Regions from separate parts of the Muntiacus reevesi genome. Here region 2 is linked to region 1. The links are chromatin contacts, called in public Hi-C maps. All regions are on one chromosome and are shown on one strand. Each heading gives the region's core, a stretch centred on a gene start, on an enhancer-like site or on the middle of the called end of the contact. The rest is flanking DNA. Distances are from core to core; before and after follow the strand shown. Region 1 holds the start of CNNM2 (cyclin and CBS domain divalent metal cation transport mediator 2). Region 2 holds the start of ATP5MK (ATP synthase membrane subunit k).

Evidence for each region. A called contact is a pair of places that touch in the nucleus more often than the background predicts.
Region 2: a Hi-C map of muscle shows a contact between it and region 1, with 7 times the contacts expected there. The contact joins the promoter of ATP5MK here to the promoter of CNNM2 in region 1. A contact is called at or near these places in 2 of 3 Hi-C or Micro-C datasets (blood and muscle).

The regions. Positions count from the first base shown.
Region 1 is chr2:146,064,207-146,069,587 of mMunRee1.1, forward strand. CNNM2 (cyclin and CBS domain divalent metal cation transport mediator 2) reads left to right here and starts at 2,022. Exons shown (of 7, transcript XM_065923238.1): 1 at 2,022-3,795. The coding sequence starts at 2,175.
Region 2 is chr2:146,479,190-146,484,570 of mMunRee1.1, forward strand. It overlaps ATP5MK (ATP synthase membrane subunit k), which reads right to left and starts at 2,615. Exons shown (of 4, transcript XM_065923251.1): 1 at 2,486-2,615. It overlaps PDCD11 (programmed cell death 11), which reads left to right and starts at 2,729. Exons shown (of 36, transcript XM_065923254.1): 1 at 2,729-2,826; 2 at 4,600-4,712. The coding sequence starts at 4,611.

The DNA of each region.
Region 1 (5,381 bases), core at 772-3,271:
TTTGTTAGCAAAGTAATGTCTCTGCTTTTTAATATGCTGTCTAGGTTGGTCATAACTTTCCTTCCAAGGAGTAAGCGTCTTTTAATCTCATGGCTGCAATCACCTTCATAGCAGCTGTGAATGCAGACCTTCAGTTCTCTTCCATATAAGAGAGAAGTCAACTTTATTAAAGAAAGAAAAGAGAGAAAGAGACTGAAGGACCGGAAACTAGAGTTGGGGACATTATTTGGAGCACTCAGAATAAAAATCCTTTCATTTTTAAAAATACAAGTACTGTTTTGAGCATCTATTATTCTTCTAGGCCCTGATGATACAGCAGTGAATAAAACAGACAAAATCGTTGCCCTTAGGAAGCTTAAGTTCTAGTAGGAGACAGATACACACCAAATTAAGGAAAATACAGTAAGGATGGAGAATAGGGAGTGTTTGGTCACTGGTTTATAAAGATGGACTTGAAACAGTCTTGAAGGAGGTAGTCTAGGGTTCTCTGCTGACATCTGGGGGAAAGAGAGTCCCAGGCACAGGCAACAGCAGCATGTATACAGGCTCCCTAAGGGAGCATCCCTAGAGAGAATGAATAACCAGGAGAATCTGGCTGGAGCACCAGATGATAGGGTTATAGAAGAAAGTGGGGCGGGGTGGGGGGGACAGTAGGTCTTTTAGACCCTTGTCAATACTATAGCTGCCAGTGGCTTTTACTGTGATGAGTTGGAAAGCCAGAGTAGGGTTTCACACAAAGAAGGGACAGTGGCTTATTTAACAAAACTACTCTGGCTGGTGGGTTGAGAAGGGAAGGGGACAGGTGTAGAAGACGATAGAACAGTGAGGAGGCCCTTGCAGTTATATCTATTAGAAATTAATAAAAATTTTACAGAAAGGAAAATGTGCTTGCAGCATTAAAAAAACGGAAATAATTATTTTTGGGGGATGTTTAAGTTGCAAGAAAAAAAACCAATTTGGCAACTCTGTTTCCTCCAGATACAGAGTAGGCTTGGGAGTCCAGAGTGGGCTTGGGAGTCCTTGGTCTTCAGAATTTTTTTCTCCTGAGCCACCAATGAACCTAGCAGGGTTTGATCAGTGTGTTTAAGAATGAGACTTTATGGGTCTGCTTAGGATGTCCGCCCCCTCCCATTTCCCAGATTTTCCCGAGTGCCTACTAGGAATAGATTCCTAAGTCCTACCCATCCAGTAAGTATGGAATGGGGCCAGGGAATATATTTTTTTTCAGTAAGAAAGTGAAGGGATTCTTATAACTTGGAAGATGGGGAACTGCCAGAATACCTTTTTGGGTTTGCAGCGTACCTGGAAAGCATTGCAGGGAGCCAATGCTACCGGCAGGTGGCGCTCCCTGACCGTGAGCTGCAGAGGCCGTCTGTCCCTTAGGGATAAGCGAGCGGCTCCAGAGGAGCGCGTAGATGTGGTATTGGGCCCACCGGCCACCGCTCATCCCGAGCGGAGAGGCGCGCAGGAGTAAAGAAAAGGGGCGCATTTTAGGCTGATGTGCGTCTTGGGTCAGGAAAGCGCAGACCTCTGCACGGTCACTGAGCACGCGGGAGCCGGCAGCGTGGCGCGGCGAGAACCGGCCGCCTCGGGGCACAGGACATTGGTCCAGCGTGCCAACCTAGGGACAGGGGTACTACCGAGTCCCCCCCGGGGCGTCAGGCTCGCAGAAGGCCCCTGTGCATTGGCGGCCGGGACGGGGGGCTCCGCCCCTTTTCGTTCGGCTCTCATCTGTGACTGGCTCTTGAGCCGGGGCTGGCCACACCTCCTCCCCTCGCACATACACAAGAGTCACGCGCCTTTCAGTTGGAAACTTGGAGAGCAGAGGAGGACGCTGTCCCTCGTCTCCCCACCCACTTATCTTGCCATTGGCTCGCGGCGCCGCTCACGGCCACGCCCCCATTCCAGCCCCCTGGCTGGGAGGGCGGGCACCTGCTGGTGATTGGCTGGTCGGCCTGACTCTTGCTGCAGCCGCTGGCACTCCCCCCACCCTCTCCCCCCTCCCGCTAGCCTCGAGGTCTCGGTGCTGGCCCAGGCCGAGTCAGTGTCAGTCAGGGAGGCGGGTTGCTGAGCAGTGGGTTCGAACACAGCATTGCAATCTCGCCCCGCGGGCCGATGCCTGCGCTCGCGCCGCCGGCTGAGAAGGATGAAGCCGCAGCTGGAGCAGCCACCCTATGATTGGCTGTGGCTCTTGTGAACCCGAAGTAAAGATGGCGGGCGGGCAGGCAGCCGCCGCACTGCCCTCTTGGAAGATGGCGGCGCGCCGCAGCTTCAGCGCCCGCGGCCGGGGGGTCCTGCAGGCGGCGGCGGGGAGGCTGCTGCCATTGCTACTACTGAGCTGCTGCTGCGGCGCGGGCGGCTGCACGGCGGTGGGCGAGAACGAAGAGACGGTGATCATCGGGTTGCGGCTGGAGGACACGAACGACGTGTCGTTCATGGAAGGGGGGGCGCTGCGGGTGAGCGAGCGGACCCGGGTCAAGCTGCGGGTGTACGGGCAGAACATCAACAACGAGACATGGTCCCGCATTGCTTTCACAGAGCATGAGCGGCAGCGCCACAGCCCCGGCGAGCGCGGGCTGGGTGGACCCGCGCCGCCGGAGCCGGACAGCGGCCCCCAGCGCTGCGGCATCCGCACATCAGATATCATCATCTTGCCCCATATCATTCTCAACCGCCGTACATCGGGCATCATTGAGATAGAGATCAAACCGCTGCGTAAGATGGAGAAGAGCAAGTCCTATTACCTGTGCACGTCGCTCTCCACGCCAGCACTAGGCGCCGGCGGCTCGGGGTCCGCGGGTGGCGCCGTCGGGGGCAAGGGCGGCTCCGGGGTGGCCGGGCTCCCGCCGCCCCCGTGGGCCGAGACCACCTGGATTTATCACGATGGCGAGGACACCAAGATGATCGTGGGGGAGGAAAAGAAGTTCCTGCTGCCCTTCTGGCTGCAGGTGATCTTCATTTCGCTGCTTCTGTGCCTGTCGGGCATGTTCAGCGGCCTCAACCTTGGACTCATGGCCCTAGACCCGATGGAGCTGCGCATCGTGCAGAACTGCGGCACGGAGAAGGAGAAGAATTACGCCAAGCGCATCGAGCCCGTGCGCAGGCAGGGCAACTACCTGCTGTGCTCGCTGCTGCTGGGCAACGTGCTGGTCAACACCACGCTCACCATCCTGCTCGACGACATCGCTGGCTCAGGCCTCGTGGCGGTGGTGGTCTCCACCATCGGCATCGTCATCTTCGGGGAGATCGTGCCCCAGGCCATATGCTCCCGCCACGGCCTGGCGGTGGGAGCCAACACCATCTTCCTCACCAAGTTTTTCATGATGATGACCTTTCCCGCTTCTTACCCGGTCAGCAAGCTGCTGGACTGCGTCCTGGGCCAGGAGATAGGCACCGTCTATAACCGGGAAAAGCTGCTCGAGATGCTCCGGGTCACAGACCCCTACAACGACCTGGTGAAGGAGGAGCTGAATATCATCCAAGGCGCGCTGGAGCTCCGCACCAAGACGGTGGAGGACGTGATGACGCCCCTCCGGGACTGCTTCATGATCGCCGGGGAAGCCATTCTGGACTTCAACACCATGTCGGAGATCATGGAGAGCGGCTACACTCGGATTCCAGTGTTTGAGGGGGAACGCTCCAACATCGTGGACCTCCTCTTCGTCAAAGACTTGGCCTTCGTGGATCCGGATGACTGCACTCCCCTGAAAACCATCACGAAATTTTATAACCACCCCTTGCACTTTGTTTTCAATGACACCAAGTTGGACGCTATGCTGGAAGAATTTAAGAAAGGTGGGAAAATTTTGGTATCCTTTCATTGGCTTGCTCTTTCTCACTCCATCCTCCTCCCTACTTGAGTCCTCTTCCCTCAGACCAACCCCCCAAGGCGAGTTGACCGGAATTTCTCCTCTCTTTTAATTGTAAAGTTGAAAGGGTGGCATGGATTTGGGGGTGGATTGAACTAGTAAGCGCTTCTAGGTTCTTTGAAACAAGACTGCCCTGGCTTGCTTCCCCCTCTATCATAAAGCAGGCTTCCTATTTTCTGCGCATGGTACTCTTACCCCCTGCACTCTGGCCTTGAGAGATCTGCTGCATTCATTGCGGGATTCTGAGTGGGTAGATGAAAAAAGAGACCCGCTGATGCCATGCTGTGCCATTTGGTTGCCGTGTACTAATCTCAGGCATTTGGAGAACGTTTAAATGGCTTTTCTGAACCCAGAGCAATGAGTTGATATTTCCGAGACTGGAAGTGCATTTTCAGTTGTTTCGGTTCCTGGTTGTCTGGTGACCTGTGGGAGAGATTAGGGCTGCTTTTGAGAACAGGGTATGGGATAAGCCAGGTATCACTAAAGAAAATCACTCATTTGGTTGACTTGCCTTAGCTGGAAAAGAGGTGTTTTGTTGTTGTTTTTGTTGTTTTTATTTAAAACTAACGCTATTTGTTAACATATAACTTGGGAAAACTAGAGCTAAGGTAACCTTTTATGAGGCTCTATATTGCTTAGCTTTCTTCACTGTTTGTTTACACTTACCTGACAACAAATAAAATTTCCCAAACCAAGTGTGGTTTTGGCAGAAAGCGTGGATCTTTAACAATGGGATTAATTCCTCTATATGGTTTATCTATTTCTTGAGACTTTCTGGTTTAAAAGTGTTCTTTTTAACCTTGATCACCTGGTATGTTAAATGGAAGTATGTCTGCGAGTCATTGTTCACTGTTCCAGGGAGTTTCACCAGGAAAGAGAAGTACAGAGGGTGCTATACTCACCTTTCTCGCATAGTGGTATTTTCTGTTTGTTTTACCATGTAATGAAAGGGCAACGCATACTGTTATCACTGAAATTCAGACTTGAAAAATGCTAGCTTTATTAGTTGACAGCCAAGTTCTTGATACTGAATTTTTAAATTGTTATGGTGCGGGTGCATGTTCATGTATTAGAATGTGTATGTAACCTTTTAATGAACCCATAGTCCTCAAAACTAACTTTTCGTTCTTCCAATAGAATTTTGATCACTGAGAGTGGTCTCTCCACTGAAAAAGGCCATGTGTAAGTGGTGACAGCTCGATGGCTGTGATGATATGAACATAGGGTGTGCAGTTGTCCTAATTCCATTTTCCTCCCTGAATGCTGTCCTCTCTGGAACAGGATCACACTGCAGTAATTTTCAGATAGAGCAGAATGCGCTTCAGAGATGGGGTAATTTGCATTTAAAAGCAGAAGGAGATTCTTCTGGATTCTTAAACAGTAAAAAGAAAATGTCCATTATCTCTAGGTGACAGAGCTTCTTTGGAGATGGCATTATTCTTTCACTACTAAATTGTTAATTAGAGCATCTAACCAGTCTCTTTTTTCATTTTGCAGTAGAATGTGGAATAC
Region 2 (5,381 bases), core at 1,365-3,864, 420 kb after region 1:
GTAGTGGGAATGTGGGAAAATAAGCAGTCTCTGCTGCCTGGAGGGAGTGTAAACTGGAGTGAGTACAACCTTCCTAAAATGCAATTCTGTAATATCTACTGAATTATGACAGGGTATAGTTTATCCTTTTATCTAGTTGGTTCAATTTGTTCACCAGGAATTTATCCTTATATAGAAACATTATAAAGTGGAAACATGTAGTATGGTTCAAGGATGGTAACTGAAATACAGTTTATGGAAATAACTACAAGTGCATTTACAGGAAACTGATAAATGATGTTCCCATGGGAGGAAACAATGCATGGAGATCTTTAAATACAGACATGAAAAGATGTTCCCTTGCAATATTAAAAGTTCCTATTTCTGGGCATTATAGAGCATATCAAAGGTTCTCAAAGTTTGGTCCCTACACTGTCAGCATCCATGGAAACTTATTGGAAATGCAAATTCTTAGGCCTTTTGAATCAGAAACTCTGGGGCCCAGCAATCTGTTTTAATATGCAGTCTAGGTGATTCCGATGTATGTTAAAGTTTGAAAAACATTGCAGTAACAGAAAACCAAACTCTTATTAGTAATTATATAGGGGGAAAAAACCCTTGAATATACAGCAGGCTTGAAAAGAGGATTACATCTATAGAGCCTATGTATTTCACAAAGGCATGTATTTCTTTTATAAAGGCACATCAAAGGTCACCAGAGCAACACTCGAAAACTCGTCTGTATGACCGCCTATCTACCACGACCGACGCCACGCCGAGTCGATTGGCAATATAGACGAGCCGGTCGAGGTCCGGTCGAGATTGGTAGGCAGTGGCAGTGACTCAGCCGACTCTTGATGATGAGACAGACTCAGGGGAAACCTGTGAGGAAGCTGCTGCTATGGAAACCGGCACTCTACAGTTTTCCATTCAAAGGCCTTCAGGGGCATTCACAAGCATAGAATTGGCAATGAAAACCTTGACAAATGACCTTAATTGTGAACAGTTTCAAGAAGGTTCTTGTAGCAATGGAGGATTCCAAACTTCCTTGGGTCACCTTAGAGGCCTAGGCCAGTCCAGCCCAAGTAGGAAAATCTCCATTAAAAGAAACTTTTATGATATGGCTTTTATAGTAAAGGTTTTAGTAAACTTATTAAAGACATGCTTTCCCATTCATCTTCAGGACTGATTTTTGGATCCTTAATAGTATCAAACAGGTTTCTAGGAAAAATCCTACAGGACTAACTTGTGTCTAACAAACATTTTCCGAAGAATGTGGTATCCAACTGAAACAATCTTAAGGTGCCTTAAATCTCCCTCTATACAATACAGAAGGAAGGCTGATGTCTGCAATATTCCACAGAGGACTAATTCTGACTGTAGGAAGGCACAGTTTACCAGTGGCAATTTAGTCGAGATTCGAAAAACACTGAGATGGAAGGGGAAGTGAGATGCTGCCGCTGAACAACTGCAGCAAACCCAGTAAGCACTTCGGTTAGTATCCTCAGCAAACTTCAGGTAACTTTTGGACAAAGATCAGGAATCCTTGTGTTAAGTGTACTTTGTGGAATAATTAAACCGAAACTTGCTTTCCTTTTGAGTTATATATACATCAGTTTAGAAAGACATGAATGAAAAATACCTAAGATTAAACAGAACCGTACAAATTGTTAAACTGTAGCCTATGGCAAAGTCTAAGCCATGGGTTCTTCGCTTGTTTCTAACTGCGCGGCGAACTACTTTTAAATATAATTAATCTTTACATGCCTCTCTTCACCTGTAAAATGGGCACTTCAGAAAAGGCCAAAAGTGACCCACTACCCTCGCTTTCTGTTTCTCGGTACTGCTGGTCGGTCTGACCGGACACCTACCCGAGATGGTGAGATCTCGCGGGAAAAGAGTCAAACACAAGAGACAGCCGCTCAGGTACCAGAAGCTGCCTCTGGTACAAGGAGTTTATAGCTCTCTGTTCTAGCTACTATTAGTGAAAGGGCTTCCCGCCGACCGAACACAGATAGATATCTAACCCGCTTACCCGGGGCCGGGCCACACTCACTCTCGCCGGACAAAGGCTGCAGCTCAGCTAAAGGAGACCTGGCTGGACAGCTTCCTACGCATAGCTCGGTGGAAACAAACTGCTTTGGGCATACAGTGGAAGAGAGGTTACTAAGACGAGAGCTGGGGTCGTAAGTCCGTTCTGATCCAATAATACGTCACTGAGTGACCTTGGAGGAGCCTCCCTTCCCTGCAGGCCTCCTTTTCTCCACTGGAAAATACATTCTAAGGGCCTTTAGGAGCCTCGCGCCCAGGCTTCCCAATCACTGTCCGAACCCTCACGACCGGCCTTCATTTTCTCTAATTCCTTTTCTATTTACCACCACTCTCCGCCAGCCCCCACCACAGCGAAGGCCTCGCGGTGTGCCTGGACCAGGAGACAGTCTGATTTCAGGCCGGCCCCACAGAGCGGAGGCGCGTGGTCTAAATCCATGTTCCCCTCCACACTCACCTTTCAGGGGGTTCAAACTCCACGGCCTATGTCCTTCACCGTACACCGCTGCCCCTCGACCCCGCCGGAAGACACCACCTCCCCCTCACACGTTAAACGGGCCTGAAGTGTTCGGCCCTCTGCGTTGATTGGCTACCTTTATAAGCCCCGCCCTTCCGTTTCCTGTCTCTAAATCTCCTCCCCCTCCCTGTAGAACTGGATCCAGTATGGTAACGGAAATAGGGCATTGAGCCCGCCCACGGTTCCGGAAGAGCAGCGTTAGCCTGCGGGTGTACCAGTCTCCGCGTGTGTGATTACAGTGGCGCGGCCTCTGAAGTGGAAGTGCTGGCGTCCCGGGGCTGGTGAGTGGGGGCAAAAGCGACAAGGGTGGAAACTTCGTGGTTTCCAGGTCTGTCCCAGGACTAGATGCTTTGGATCCCTGCCATGCACCCGCAGTGCCGGGTGAGTGGTTAGGCCACCGCATTCAACGTCAGAAGCCGGCTCTGCTGGAGTGGTCCCTGTAACGTCAGGTTATGTTCCTAGGAAGTAGCTCGGATCCCTTTGTCGCAGGGTCACTTTACTCTTTGAAGTTTCAGTTTCCCCTTCTGTGAAGTGAAATTAAGGGTCAAATTCCTAGTAAACTAGACCGCATTGCTTTGTCCTGTTTTTTTTTTTTTTTTAACGAAATATAGCCATTCTTTACTCCAACTCCTTCCTAGGCTCCCTCTAGGTCCTCACCTCTTCCACAGTATCAAGCCTTTTTAGATTCCTATTCCCAGGTGTCTCTCAGAACCTCCTCCTGTTCTCACTTAAACCTAGTTCTGGTTCTCGTTATTTCTCTGTTGTAGTGCAGTTGAACCCTACCCGGTATGTACCTTCCTTCAGTTCTATCTCCTTGTGGCGCTAACGGTAAAGAACCCGCCTGCCAATGCAGGAAACAGAAGAGAGGCAGGTTCGATCCCTGGGTTGGGAAGATTCCCTTGAAGGAAGAAATGGCAGCCCATTCCGGATTCTTGCCTGGAGAATCCCATGAACTGAGGAGCATAGCGGGCTACAGTCTGTAGAGTCGCGAAAAGTCGACAGAACCAAAGTGGCTTAGCACGCAGTCGGTTTACCTTCGAAGCTTCAGTCCTGTCTCCTTGTCCAGGCTATAGCCTGCAGTATATATTTGTTTTGGTTACTGTTCTGTCTTTTCCTTTTCTTAAGGATCTAACTTGCCCAAGTAAAAGTTAATTTACTCACACCCAATGAAAGATCTGACACAGAGAGCTCAACCTGTCTTTTAAAATTTAATTCCAATTATTATGCTTTATTCACCTTGTGATCTAGTTGAACAGTTCTTCAAAGAAAGACGAGCAAGCTTGTGAGCAGTTTTAAATATTTTTTAAATTATGTATTATTTGGCTGCACTGAGTCTTTGTTTCTGCAGGCTTTCTCTAGTTGTGGTGAGCAGGGGCTTCTCATTGTGGTGGCTTCTCTTGTTGTGGAGAACAGGCTCTGCAGTGCTGCGGCTTCAGTAGTTGTAGTGCATGGACTTAGTTGTTCATGGGATGTGGAATCTTCCTGGATCCAGGGCTCTAAATGGTGTCCCCTGCATTGCCAGGAGGATCGTTAACCACTAGACCAGCAGGGAAGTCTTTGTGAGCAATTTGACAGATGTATTGGTGCTCAGAATAATTGGTTTCATCTTTTAACATGCAGCTCAAACATGCAGCATCTTTTTAAGGAAGGCTTCCTCCTCTGCTGAAGTCTCATTTTTCTACCTCCTTTTTGATAGCTTATAACCTGATCTGTATTTTAGATTATTTGCAGAATTGTTTTATCTTAGAAGTGTGCGTATTCTTTGAAGGTAAGGGGTTATGTAGTCATTTGAGTATCTGTGACTTAACTGAAGCTGCTTAATGATGCTCCATTGAAAGTATAACTTACTGGAGAAAAATATGTGAATGTGTGGTTTTGAAGCAAAGACCTTCAGAAAGATGAATTATGGATTATCTGTTGCCTGGCATCAAACCATCCATTTCTTAGTCCTGAATGCTGTCTGGCACACTGGTGCTAGAAGGCTTTGTCTCTTGCCCATTGATCACAGCCTTGACACTAAAGTACATATTACCAACTTCTTGCATTGTTTTTAGGACACTCAAACATGGCAGCCATGGAAGAAAGCTTCCCCCGCGGAGGTACAAGAAAGACGCGCAAATCAGAAAAAACTTTGCAGCAATCAGTTGAACAAGACAACTTATTTGACGTAAGTGGTGTGCTTTTTTGGAAAGACTCACAGAACACTTTCTCTCTAGATCCTTCTGGAGAATGAGACTTGTTTTCCAGATAGGATTCTTGTTGAAGTCTATTTTTATAAATTTAACTTGTTAAAGAGTCCGTCCCACCACAAGGCTATATCTTTTGAAGCATGAGTGGCATATATTATACAAGTTTTCAATGCCGTTTTTTTCTTTCTTTTTTTGGCCACACCGGGAGGCCTGTGGGATTTTAGTGTCCTGACCAGGAATCGAATCTGCACCATCAGTAGTGAGCGTGCAAAGTCCTAACCACTGGACTGCCAGGGAATTCCCTGTTTCTCATTCTCAGAAACTTACCATGTTGATTAAGGATGGAGAGAAAACAGTTTGGATGAGGTTTGAATGAGGCTCTGTAAAATGATCATGATTTGCATTAGAATTTAAAATCTTCACCTAAAGTAGGTTGTGATCCAAATGCTAGGGGGACCAGAACTAACGTTCAATTGTATGAATAGGTCTATTTTGTGTAATCTTTCCAATTGTATTGTGAAGCAGAGATCACCATTCAATGGTGGGAAACTGAGGCATAGAGAGGTTATATAATTCAGCTGAAACCACACAGCTTGTTATGGTGGAGATCTTTGTGACTCTACCTTTTTTGTTTTCATGCACTCTTC